Linked DNA regions of Ovis aries: region 2 is linked to region 1. Evidence: chromatin contacts called from public Hi-C data. All regions are on one chromosome and are shown on one strand. Each heading gives the region's core, a stretch centred on a gene start, on an enhancer-like site or on the middle of the called end of the contact. The rest is flanking DNA. Distances are from core to core; before and after follow the strand shown. Region 1 overlaps FAM120A (family with sequence similarity 120 member A). Region 2 holds the start of FAM120A (family with sequence similarity 120 member A).

Region 1 (6,360 bases), core at 3,670-6,169:
ATGGTTTTGAATTTAAGTTTTCGTTCTAGAATATTTGACCGGGTGTCCCCTGAGAGGCTGGTACTAAGTGCAGGCTCTGCGTCCTGTGTCCTAGAGTGTGGTGCCATCACCACCGTCTTCATCAGCAGACTGTGCTCAGGGGTGTTGTAAATACTTTTACTAGAGTGTGGTGCCATCCCTCTACCTCTACTTCCTGTTTCTCTTATTTAGATTATTACATCAGTATTGACATCCCAGTTCTGAAAATCAGACCGCCAGGTATCAGGTATGCCCACCAAGCCTTATTCACCATCAACTTGCTTTTACTCAAAGTTCATCTTCTCCCATATCCTTTTCATTTTTGGATCAACACATAGGATATAACTTTTGAAAGATAGTCACACTCTAAGCTTTCATTTTGGTTCTTTTGAGGTCTTAGTGCTTTCATGATTTTCTCCTGATTCTTCATCTAAAGCCAGGCATTTCTAGAGCTGTGTTTAGAAAGACCCATTTTATGTGCAGTTACTTCAAGCCCACCACTATCCCTTTGGGTCTTGCTGGTCTGGAGGTCTATGTTCCTTTCACCAAGGATAGCCTGCATCATTAGTGCTTCATCCACGAGCACCATAAATTCTGAAAGAGCTGGAAGGGAAAAACAACAGCATTCATTGAGGGGAGAAATAGTTGGGGTGTTTTGTTTTGTTTTGTTTTTTAAGATCAGTGATCCTCTCAGTTATCAGATTGAGAACTAATCATTATTTAAATGAACAAAAATCCCTATGCAGAGACTGAGAGTCCCAAAATTCAGTGATAGAAAAGTAAATTTCAAAATGGCTTTTTCACTTAACCATTAAAGTTGTTTTGACAGTTCAAAAGCAGTGACAATGCTTTTCTATAAAACACCATTTTCCTGCTTAGGATATAGTCAACTCTTGATTTTTGTTGTTGTTTTAGAGGCCATTATCCAGTTTGTGGATTGCCCAGATCCTGTTTTTCTTCTCCCATTTTTGCCATCATGTGCTTTGAGAATAAGAGGAGAAGAGAAAGAAAAGACCTAGTTTTGACAGTTTGCCCTCTTGATGGCTATTCTGATGGGAGGTTTGGGAAAAGATGTTGAAACCATTGATTTAAATGAATTTGCAAGGGTTTCATCTTGTCCATTCTCTGTCCTCCCGCCACAACCCTGAACAATTGAATGTTCTGCGTGGCTCAATGATTGACAGCTCTCACTTTTCCCCTGTTGTTATTATTTTTTTTTTCTGGCACTTCTTCTAGGTTACCAGCACAAACATAAAGACTAAGGTAAAATCAGCACTGATGCTGTATTTGAAGGAGGGTGGGTAAAGGATGAAGAGAAAGATCTTTGTACAGTTTTAATATTTATCCAGTTTCTTTCTCCCTTGCTCTTGACATCCCTATAATTACCTTAAATTCTTTTAACAGTTTCACATGCCAAGTGCAGAATTAAAAGATGGAAAATGAAGAGCTTTAAAGACAGTATTAGGGACGTGCAGCATGTCTGTGATACCTGTAAGAATTGTTGTGCATATAGGTAAATATGCCAAATCAAAGTAAGAGTCTGTTGCCCAGTAATTAGAAGTTGGACAAAGTAAACTGCACTGGAATTTGGTTCTTCAACTAATTGGCTGGAGATACATTCCATATTTGTGTTTCCTGTAAGATCAGAAAATCTTGTCACTATTTTTCTAGTTGAGGAATAATGGTGGATATTTTATCTTCCGTGGTATAAGAGAATGAGGTTAAGATGTGAATATTATAGCCATTTCTATAGAATGAGGTTAAGATGTGAATATTACAGCCATTTCTATGATCAAGTGTTCAGATTCTGGTGCTACCAGTTATCAGTTTTGTGACCTTGAGCTCTCTGTGACTCAGTTTCTCCATCTATGAAAAGGAGTTCTAACAGCAGTATCACACATACAGTTGTTGAGATGTTAATGAAATAATATATGAAAAAATACTTCGTGTGGTATCTGATACATATCTATTAAGTACCCCATAAATATTAGTGTTATATGTATAATTAACATTTAGGGAATGAAATATAAAGTACCATGTAAAATAATTAAAATTTAAAAAAAGTTTTTTGAATAAAGTGAATCCACACAGTAATTGAGATTTTATTCACTTTATTTAGACAGTTTCTAAGAATTTTCCTTTATTGAATTAATAGTAGTTGCTAGTTCTAAAACTAATTGACTTGAAAATCATTTCTTAAACCCATAAAAACATAGTTCATTAAGTAATGGTAAGGTCATTTAAAATAAATACATATGTGTGTGGATAAGGTAGACTTAGCCATTCCTCCCATGAGCTCACTGGGAAGTTACTTGTTTTAGCTCAGGTACCTCTGTGTTCCAGCTCTGATTTCTTAGCCTCAGTGCTCAGATGGCCATCTGCCAGAGTGGGTTTGAGCCCTGTTAGTTAAGTAAGGCCTGAGGGTGCATATGATCCGCACCTCCAGTCGCTAAGAAATGGCAGTAGTACCGAGTTTCCCCAAAGGACACTGCTGCCACTTTGTTTTCTCAGAGCAGCAGCAGCAGCAGCACCGTTGCCTTCCCCTCCGCCTTGACCAGGCCCCCCTCCCCTGGCCTGGACAACTGTGGACTGGCAACAAGAGAGCAGCTAGAGGCCTAGTTGCCATCGTCCCTGCAGAGAGGCCAGGAGATGGGTGCTGCACGGGCAGCCCCCAAGCTCAGGCTGGCATCGCTGCTGTGACACTTTCCCACAGCGTCAGTGTTTAGGAAGGAGAAACTCTCTCTGCCTTGAGACTCAGAAGAAAGGAATTTCCACTTCCTTTCTGCAGTGCAGAGAGAGGCAGGATCAGTAGGGATCTAAGTAAGTTTTTTTTTATTTCCATTTTGCGCCCACCCTGCTTTCTGCTCATAAATGTAAAAATTCATCTATCATCCCGAACCCACCTGCCCTCAACTGAATATGCTTATTAGTTACTCTTTCCAGCACTACATTGGAGAAGCAGAAGCCAGCAGGCGTGGGCTGGGAGGGACAGGCTTGTCCAGGTTCAGGAAGTTCTTCACTGCATTGACTTCAAGTTTTGTTTTTTGTGTTGTTTTGGTTTTTTTTAAGTTGAAAAATATGGTGTTAGCTGATAATGGGGAATGTTGACGACGACAGCACGAAACATCAGATAATCATAAGTTCATTAGTATTTGGCACTGGAGTCATCTTTTTTCTCTTTAATGAAAAGCTGGTTTACCTGCCACAATTAGGCATTGCTTAGTTTGGTACACATAAAGACTGCATTCTCAAGATACCATAACCTTAGAAAATAAGCATGCATGGTGGGAAGACAGAAACCAGGACAGTTAAAACTCAGTCCTGGATAATCCACAAACTAGGTCCTTCACAGATAATCAAGAGTTGACTGTATTTGTCGGTGTTTCTTATCCTGTGCATTAGATGCTAGAAGAAAGGGCTGTGTGTACAAAGGGAGGCTCACAGCACCAATGACTTGAGGGAAAAGAACCCAGAAATGCAAGTCTCTAGATTCTGATAGTCTGCATGGTTCAGATACAGTGTTTTTGCTGTTGTGTTCTTTCATTTATAAGCTATCCATTTCTCCTAAAACATTTTGACAGTCTCATTAATAAGTTGCTATCTAAAACATTAACATATAAAATAATGTAGACATAAAATATAAGCTTTAGAATGAAATTATACCAAGTAATTTCTTTCCAAATAATTTTTTAAGATAACTACTTTAAAAATGCAGAATCTTAATAGAATATTCCTTTTTACCACATTTCTGTTAATATTATTACCAGTGTTTAGAATCTGCAATTTAAAATTTTATTTCATAAATGAGTAACTGCTAAGGAGTTAAACTAATGATCAGTTACTTTGTCATGTGTCCACCTTAAACACAGTATTGATTTACACTTGTATAACTTCACAAATTCCAAATTGAAATATTTCAGTATGTTTATAGAACAGCCTCTTAAACTTAAATTTGTTAAATAACATAAAAAGTCTTTCTGTTCAGACAGGTCAGTGTTAAGTCACTGTAAGGTAGTGATAGAGCTACTTAGGGGGCATTTGGTTGAGGGGTGTCCTTATGACCCATGGAGAGTTATAGTCAGACATTGCAAGAATTGGATGCTGTAGTACTCTTACTCCATAGAAATAATTCTTTTCCATTTAAAGATTGAGAACCTCGACCCCCGAGGCATTCAGCTGTCAGCTCTCTTCATGAGTGGCGTGGACATGGCCCTGTTTGCAAACGACGCATGTGGCCAGCCAGTACCCTGGGAACACTGCTGTCCTTGGATGTATTTTGATGGGAAGCTCTTCCAGTCCAAACTCCTCAAAGCAAGCCGGGAAAAGACCCCACTCATCGACCTCTGTGATGGTCAGGTCAGTTGCAGGAAAGCAGGCTGGGTGGGGCAGGGAGGAGGGGGTGGCCACTTCTAACCAGAATGAAATAATGTTCACTAGCTAATCTGTTGTCTTTCCTACTGAATTTATAATGAGCCCATGCAACAAGAATTTAATTTAGATTGAGCCCAGCCCAGTGTGTAACTAAATGTCAATTCAGTGCCCACATGAGCTGAGCCCAGGACATACACTTGGTTCTCATTATTCACAGTAATTGTACTGTATAAATTCACCTTGAACACTGAATTAGCAAATACGGAATCTTTGCACAGGGTTAGGGTTCTGCAAGCCTTCCGTTGCATTGTCTTCATCAGTCAGTCAATAAGACAATAACCTTGTGTTATGTATATTTCTGTTTAAATACTTCTTAATGCATATATATTGTTAACTCACTCACATTGAACTTATGACTGGCAACGTTATAACTCAGCTTCAACAAAGCTCATTTAACTAACACACGCATTTTCTCTGTACGGCACATCACAGCCTGGCACTTGGAAGCACTAGCCAATACTCAGCACTGTGCTATTCTAACAGCAAAATCATTCACAAAAACACAGAAATTGTGGCACTAAGGAGACAGTGACTGGACACATGTTTACAGTATAAAAACTGAAGCATGAAGACAGTGCTGTGCTTTCTTTAACCTTAGGTGGCAACTCAAGCTCTGTTCCACTCAGCGAATGTCTTCAGATGACTATGAAAATGCTAGGAGTATTGATTTTGAGTTTATGAATAAATTTTAGCAAGTGGCTGAGTTTAGAGATGTGGAACTCATGAATAGTCAGGATTGACTGTACTTTTTAAAGTTCTAATTTAAAAATAAAGTGAATTAGGTCATGAGGTTATCTTGTCCCTTTGTATATAAAAGAAGCTCACATATGCTGCAAGCTTTTTGCTTTTTAACCTTAGACTACAAAACATGTATTCTTCCACATGCTGCTTAAGTTAAGGTCAGTTTAAAGACAAATTTACAGAGTAAGCAGGATTTCAGGTTCTCTGATTAAAGATTGGTTCCTGGTATAGCGACTTAGCACATACATATTTATGTATTTATTAACAAAAGACACTCAGTGTTTTTTCACAGTATGATGTGACATACACAAGTTGTATTGTTCACATTTGTGCAGGCTACCTCACTGGTAGCCCCATGGACAGGTCAATTGGTCTATTGTCCTTTCTCTATTAAAGAGCTCCAGGCATTCCTTAAGAAGCATCTACTACTCTTTGCCTCAGTTCTTTTTCTGTAAAGTGAATGTTTGACCTAAAATTAAATTGATTAGGAAAGTAAAATTTAAAGATGTGAACTAGGCATCATCTACTCCCTGGTGCATGAGTGGAAGGAAGGCTGTGAGCATGACTTGTCTGGACTTAGTCATTGATTTTGAGAAACAAATTTGTTTTCAGTTAATAAATTTTATAGTAAGTGGTTCTCATCTAAAGATATACTGAGTAGGTAGAAATTTAAATTCTTGTTTTATAAGATTGTGAGATAAAGTATCTTTTTTTTCTTTCTTTTGGCTTTTTTTTTGCTTTTGTGATCATGTTTGCATTCTGTGGCCTTCCCTGCTGGCTCAGTGGTAAAGAATCTGCCTGACAATGCAGGAGACATAGGAGATACAGGTTCGGTCTCTGGGTCAGGAAGATCCTCTGGAGAAGGAAATGGCAAGCCACTCCAGTTACTCTTGCCTGGAAAATCCCATGCACAGAGAAGCCTGGTGGGCCATAGTCCATGGGGTCGCAGAGTCAGACAGGACTTACGACTATACTACAACAACAGCAGCAACATTTCATTCTGTAAAAAAGTATCACTGAGCAGATTGTGGCTGTGTTATTTATGGGTAAATAAGCACGGACAGAGGAGCCTGGCAGGCTACCGTCCATGAGGTCACAAAGAGTAGGACATGACTAAGCGGTTAACACACATGTAGGCAAAGCATAGTGGTCAGCATGTCTTATTTCTTT
Region 2 (6,131 bases), core at 3,276-5,775, 100 kb before region 1:
CTCCAAACTTCCATTGCAGGGGGCATGAGTTTGATTTCTGGTCAGTGAACTAAGATCCTGCATATTGTGGAGTGTGGCAAAAAATAAAAAAAATTTAAAAAATAAACAAAACTTTAAGATTCCATAAGGCAGTAGGTAAGGGATGACTGTAAAGTTCTTCTGTTCAAATGAGAAAATATATGCCCAGCTGAGTGTTGTCTTCCAAAGTATCCCTGTGGATGTTTGTCTACTTATTCTTTAGCAGCTCCCAGAAGTGAGAGTGGGAGTGAAGGCAGACTGATGCCTGAGTCGCTCATGTCAGTAATGGCTGATGTGGAGAGCAAGAGGTCTTGGATACCCAGGAAGTGCTGGGAAGGCCTCTGTGCATTTCCCCAGTGGTGGAGAGGGGACACAATTCTTTACAGATTTTAGAAAGAATGGACACCAAAAAACTCCCGATTGTTTTGAGTTAGGGAAGGGGAAATTAGTAATCAGTGAGTACAGCAATGGTAACCAGTTCTTCAGCTGAGATGGTAACCAATTGATTGTATCAAATGTTTGTCAGCCAAACATTTGGAAACTCCCTTTATTCTCAAAAAGCCTGAGAAATCTGCACTTAATGAAATTCACTTATGCTTTCTCATTGATGTACAATTTAAAACTACAACATATACTTGAAAGAGAAAATGAATTCATACTTCTGAAGAGAACAGGATTAAATCCACATAATTAAAGGCAAAAAGCAGTTTTTAAATTCCAGAATGCCAAAACGACAACAAAATCCTCAAAACTGCAGATACATATGTGCTCTTCCAGGTAATTTAAATTGACAATTAGCAGATTAGTGCTAGGTAAATATTACACATTCAAATCCCAAGCAGAGATTAATTTGCTCTCTTCCAGGGTCACAGATTGCACGCTTAGCCCCAGCCTGCTGCTCTCCTAATATATGCTAATAAGTACATGGGTCTCAATCACCTTACTTGAAACACTGAAAGCTTAACCTTTTATTACTGGCTGTGCTGTGCTGTGCTTAGTTGCTCAGTCACGTTCAACTCTTTGTGACCCCATGGACTGTAGCCATCCAAGCTCCTCTGTCCATGGAATTCTCCAGGCAAGAATACTGCAATGGATAGCCATTCCCTTCTCCAGGGGATCTTCCTGACCCAGGGATCGAACCTGGGTCTTCTGCATTGCAGGCAGACTCTTTACCATCTGAGCCACCAAGGAAGCCCCCTTATTATTGGATAGAAGTCTCAACTAAGCAGAATATTAAAATATTTACTATTAAAATTAAAGTTATCATTCTACTGTAAAACACTTTAATTTGGAAAGAATCATGTAAGTAAAATAAGTAATATTTTCCTTCGTTGGGCAGTAGATGAATTAATCAAAACTAAATTGGCTGAAACAGTGAAACAGCTAAAAATAAGTATTTCTATCATTGGTTTTCCACATAATGGTAAATTTTGCACACCATGGGCTAGTTCTCTTTGTCTCTTAATCATAACTTTTTCTGGAATTTCTTTTTTTAAAATTTTATAAAGCATAGGACCATGTCTTTTTAGCACTTTTATTTTTCAGATCATTTTCTTGCTTGCAGGGCAATCTCTTGGTGAAATAACAAGTTTTCTCATATGCTCTAAGTGAAAAGTCCAAAGATACAGGTGGTTGGAACTAGGAAAGTCCCCAAACACTGGTTACTATATATTGTGAATCCAAGAAGATATTATAATTTTATTAAATTTTAAATACAGATGTTTGTTTTTACCTTGACACTTAAAAATTTTAGCTTCAACCAACTTCTGAATTTGAAGATTATATAAAATATGGGTCAGCCAAACATTTTGCCAGCCACTAATAATGTTACTCAAAACATAAGAGAGTTTTTTTTAAAAAATGGGAACATATACTTAAATAGGGGAAATAACCCTAAATGAATTTATACTTACGAAAATGAATTTTAAAGTTTCAAAAAGTAAGATAACTGTTACATGTTCTCAAAGATAAAGTTGATACAATTATGGGACGTGGAAGTAATAGTTATAAAAGTCAACATTTATTGAAAATTTGCAAGCATACAAATTATCTCATTTAATCCTTATAAAAATCTGGAAGGTAAGTACTATTAACACCCTCATTGTACACATGAGAGAAACCAAGGTTTTAAAAGCTTAAGTAATTTACTCAAGGGCCCAGAGGTAGGACCAGACAGATTTGGTAATCTGATTCCATAACCTTAGTCCTTTATACTGCCTTAAAGTGAAAATAAATTAATTCTCAGAACCCCAGACACTGGCACCAAAGTATTTAAAAGCAAGCATATTTAAAAGAAAACAAAAACAGTACATAGATGAGTAAATATGGAACACAGTGCTATACATTCAATTACAACGACTGATTAGAACTACTACTCCTAAACCCGTGAGCCTACAGTAGATTATAGAAGGACATTTGAATATTTTGGATGTCAGTATTTAATGTGGCTTTAAATGACTAACTGTATTTCTAAATAACATATGATCCTGGCTTCATCACTAACTTTGTATATGAGTGGCTTAACTTCCAAAATCTGTTTTTTTTTAAATTAAACACATTTATCAAGATACTAAGAGCATTTTACTGATGTATGTATCATACTGGCCTATACTTGAGGTGAAGTTATAAGAAATGAAAAAACTCAACTTGCCTTTTTAGGGACAATAGAGTATGGAGGCTTCTTGGAACCTCATGGGTGCAGGCTCCATCTGCTCTGTACCTGCTGTCTGGGCCTGCTCCTCTACAGAGGTTTCTCCAGAAAAGAAAAGGACAGGAGAGTTGGAGGTAAGTAAAAACACCACTTCCAAACTCCTAAGAGTTCTGAGTTTATAAATGCTTTATTCTATAAGACATTAACCTGTTTTAAAAAACATTTTCATGATGCATAATATATTTGCAGTATTAACCTCATTTAAAAAGTAATTACTGCAGAGCTCTGGGACAGAAGTCCTGAAAGGACCTCATTTCAAAAGATGCTACTAGAGCAAGAAGGATTTAAACCATTTTCCTTAGGAGGGGCTGCACAGTCTCCAGAAAGAGAGAGTTAAAGATAGATATTTCACAGTTGGAACCAAATAGAAAGGAGGCATTTCACGTGCTGTAACAGAGCTACTGTTTTTAAAGTTTCTTTGGTGATATCTGACACTAAGGCTACTTGTATATTACACTATAGATTGTCATTTCAGTGTCTGGGCCATGAAATGTTACTACTGTGAAAACAAAAAAGCAGAGCCTTCAGCTCCTTCAGACAGTGAAAGCACTTTGAAAAGTGGGCTGAGTCAGATCTATCTGAAGGGAGATCTGCTACCTCAAAGGGAACGGCCAATGAGGGTTCTGCTCACATGGCTTTTAGATTTATGCCAAAAAAAGCAGTGAAGCAGTAAACCCAGCAGGCAGTGGGGTCAACCTGCCAGTTTTCCAACTTCCTCAGAATTACCACCCTACTCCTTGTGAACAACCGAAACTGGAGAGTTATTTCCCAAGTTAAAGATACCGATGCAATTAAGTTGAGAGAGCCGGTGATCACTTCCAAAACCCGGTAACTACACTTGGGCACACAGCGCAGAAACTGATTCCTTTCTCCGTTTGGGACTTCTGCTCACTCCTCCCCCTAGATACATCCCGACTTTCAGTTTCTGACCACCTTTCCCTCTGCAGCCGCCTCGGCCGGGGCACTGGTCCCACCTTGGGATGACTGGCCCTGTGGGACCAGGACGGGATCTCTTTGGGGTGATCAGACCCCAGGCATTAGGCCTTCTCAGATGATTGGCTCTCAAAACGTACGCTGCCTCCTCGAGGTGACGAGATCCCAAGATTGGGTTGAGGCCTTCTCAGGGTGACCAGCTCCTGGGGATGGAACTTGGGACTCCTCAGGTGGCCGGCTCTCGAGAATAAGGCCTTCTCGGGGGTGACCAGGCACAGGGACAGGAAAGGGCCTCCTCTGGGTGACCGGTCCTTGGGGACGAAACAGGGCCTCTTCGGAATAACGGGACCCGGGAAGAAGATGGGGCTTCCTTAGGGTGACTGACTTCCGGGATGAGGCTCCTTTCATGGTAACCAGATCCGTAGGTCCGAACGCGGCCTCGTTGAGGTGACCGGCTCCGATCGCGGACGGGGACAGGGCTGCCTGACCGGCTTCCGGGGATAAGGCCGTCCCGGGGTGGCCAGATCCTGGAGCCGGGGATGTGGTCCTCGGTGACCAGCTCTGGGAGACCAGGAAGGGGACGAGATGAAGCTACCGCCCCGACGTCTCCTGGGAACTCGCGCAGGCACAGCGGCCCGAGAGCTCCTTTTCCTGGGCTGGGCCTCGCGGACTCTGCCAGGGCTGGGACCGAAGTTCGGAGCTGGAGCCCGAGTCCTGCGCCGCCGGGAACCGGCCCCTCTTCTGGTTACCAGCCCCTCAGTTCGCAGCACCGCCTCTTCCGCCCTTTCCGCCGGCCCGCGTACGTCAGCTGGCGCCGCCCCGCCCCGCCGCCGCCCGCCCGCCCGCCCGCGCGAGGCCGCCTCAGCTTGGCCTGGGCCTGGAGCGGCGCACGGCGCAGGTCCCTCCCCGCCATGGCCCTGGGAGGCGGCAGCACATGGCGGCCGCAGCGGCCATGAGCGCGCCCGCGGCTCGGCCCGGCCCCCCCTAGAGCCCGCCGCCCCGGCCCCGGCCCGCGCCACGGCCCCGCCGCCCCCGGCCCCGCCGCCCCGCCGCCCCGCGCCCGCCGCTGCCGCCGCCATGGGCGTGCAGGGCTTCCAGGACTACATCGAGAAGCACTGCCCGAGCGCCGTGGTGCCGGTGGAGCTGCAGAAGCTGGCCCGGGGCAGCCTGGTGGGCGGCGGGCGGCAGCGGCCCCCGCACACGCCGCTGCGCCTGCTGGTGGACGCCGACAACTGCCTGCATCGCCTCTACGGCGGCTTCTACACCGACTGGGTGAGCGGCGGCCAGTGGAACCACATGCTCGGCTACCTGGCCGCGCTAGCCAAGGCCTGCTTCGGCGGCAACATCGAGCTCTTCGTCTTCTTCAACGGCGCGCTTGAGAAGGCGCGGCTGCACGAGTGGGTCAAGCGGCAGGGCAACGAGCGCCAGACGGCGCAGCAGATCGTCAGCCATGTCCAGAACAAGGGCACCCCGCCGCCCAAGGTCTGGTTCCTGCCGCCCGTCTGCATGGCGCACTGCATCCGCCTGGCGCTCATCCGCTTCCACGTCAAGGTGCGGCCAGCCGGGCGAGCAGGCGGACTGGGGTCCGCGTGGGCCGGGGGCGGGGTTGGAGACCGAGGCCGGGCGTAGGTCTGCGTGAATTTAAGCGGTCGCTTGAATTTGAGGGAGGGTGGGTCGGGGTTAGACTGGAGTTTGGGGGACCAGGGATGGGCCAGGGGTCTGGGCCTGAGTCCGGGTTTGGGGTTTGGGGCCAGGGGCCAGGCCTGGGTCGGAGTCTGGAATTCGGTTGCGGTCTGGGTCTGGGCAGGCCAGGGTCTGAAGTTGGAGTTGGGTCGGGTTTGAGGGTCTGGGCGCGGGGGACCGCAGGCGCCTCTCCCCTCCAGGTCTGACCTGCTGCAAAATGGACGCGCCGCCTGGAGCCCGGCCGGCTGCCGAGTGCCCGGGGTCTGGGAACCTCGGCTGCACCAGGCCGACCGAGAACCGTAGGACCAGCGGATAACTGCAAGCTTGGAAGGTGCAGTGGCACTCGCTGCGATCCCGAGTATTCCTCCACACTTTGAAGCAGGCATAATACTAACCTGAACTTTTATGAGATGCTGGTTTTCGATTTTGGAAGGCTTGAACAGCAACAGGTTTTTTGTGGGAGCAAGTGAACTAGATGGCGACAGGAAGGGGTCTCCAGCCACTGCCTACTGCTGTCGCCCTGGTTCGACCTGGGCAAGGTCTGTGGAGTTGGCTTTCTCTTGAGAACGCAGGGCTAGGTCCAGGTTCCCAGTAAGGTAACAGTATTTAGAGAAATCGTCGGATTTTTGTGTGTTGGGTTTCAAAGAATCATGGGATATTGTCAGTGCTATGATTTAGTTTGCTTGAAAAAGTCTTTGGTTCTGTGTGTCTGATGTGAAAAGAGTAGTCCAGGATCAGGCAAAGTCAGTGAATTAGTTTCCAGGATTTATTTCTCTCTGCACAGTAA

Evidence for each region. Hi-C and Micro-C count contacts between places; a contact is called where the count stands out from the background.
Region 2: a Hi-C map of hypothalamus shows a contact between it and region 1, with 2.4 times the contacts expected there. The contact joins the promoter of FAM120A here to the enhancer-like site in region 1. A contact is called at or near these places in 3 of 16 Hi-C or Micro-C datasets (hypothalamus, mixed tissues and tail adipose tissue).

The regions. Positions count from the first base shown.
Region 1 is chr2:28,021,555-28,027,914 of ARS-UI_Ramb_v3.0, reverse strand. FAM120A (family with sequence similarity 120 member A) reads left to right here. Exons shown (of 18, transcript XM_015093026.3): 13 at 4,165-4,374. Among named protein-coding and RNA genes, the nearest start is that of PHF2, 30 kb to the right of the region's middle. Within about 2 kb of position 4,919, at least 6 of the 54 cell types and tissues checked have an H3K27ac peak or open chromatin away from gene starts, as enhancers often do. A contact at or near this core is called in hypothalamus, where this site is marked.
Region 2 is chr2:28,125,987-28,132,117 of ARS-UI_Ramb_v3.0, reverse strand. It overlaps FAM120A (family with sequence similarity 120 member A), which reads left to right and starts at 4,525. Exons shown (of 18, transcript XM_015093026.3): 1 at 4,525-5,212. The coding sequence starts at 4,739.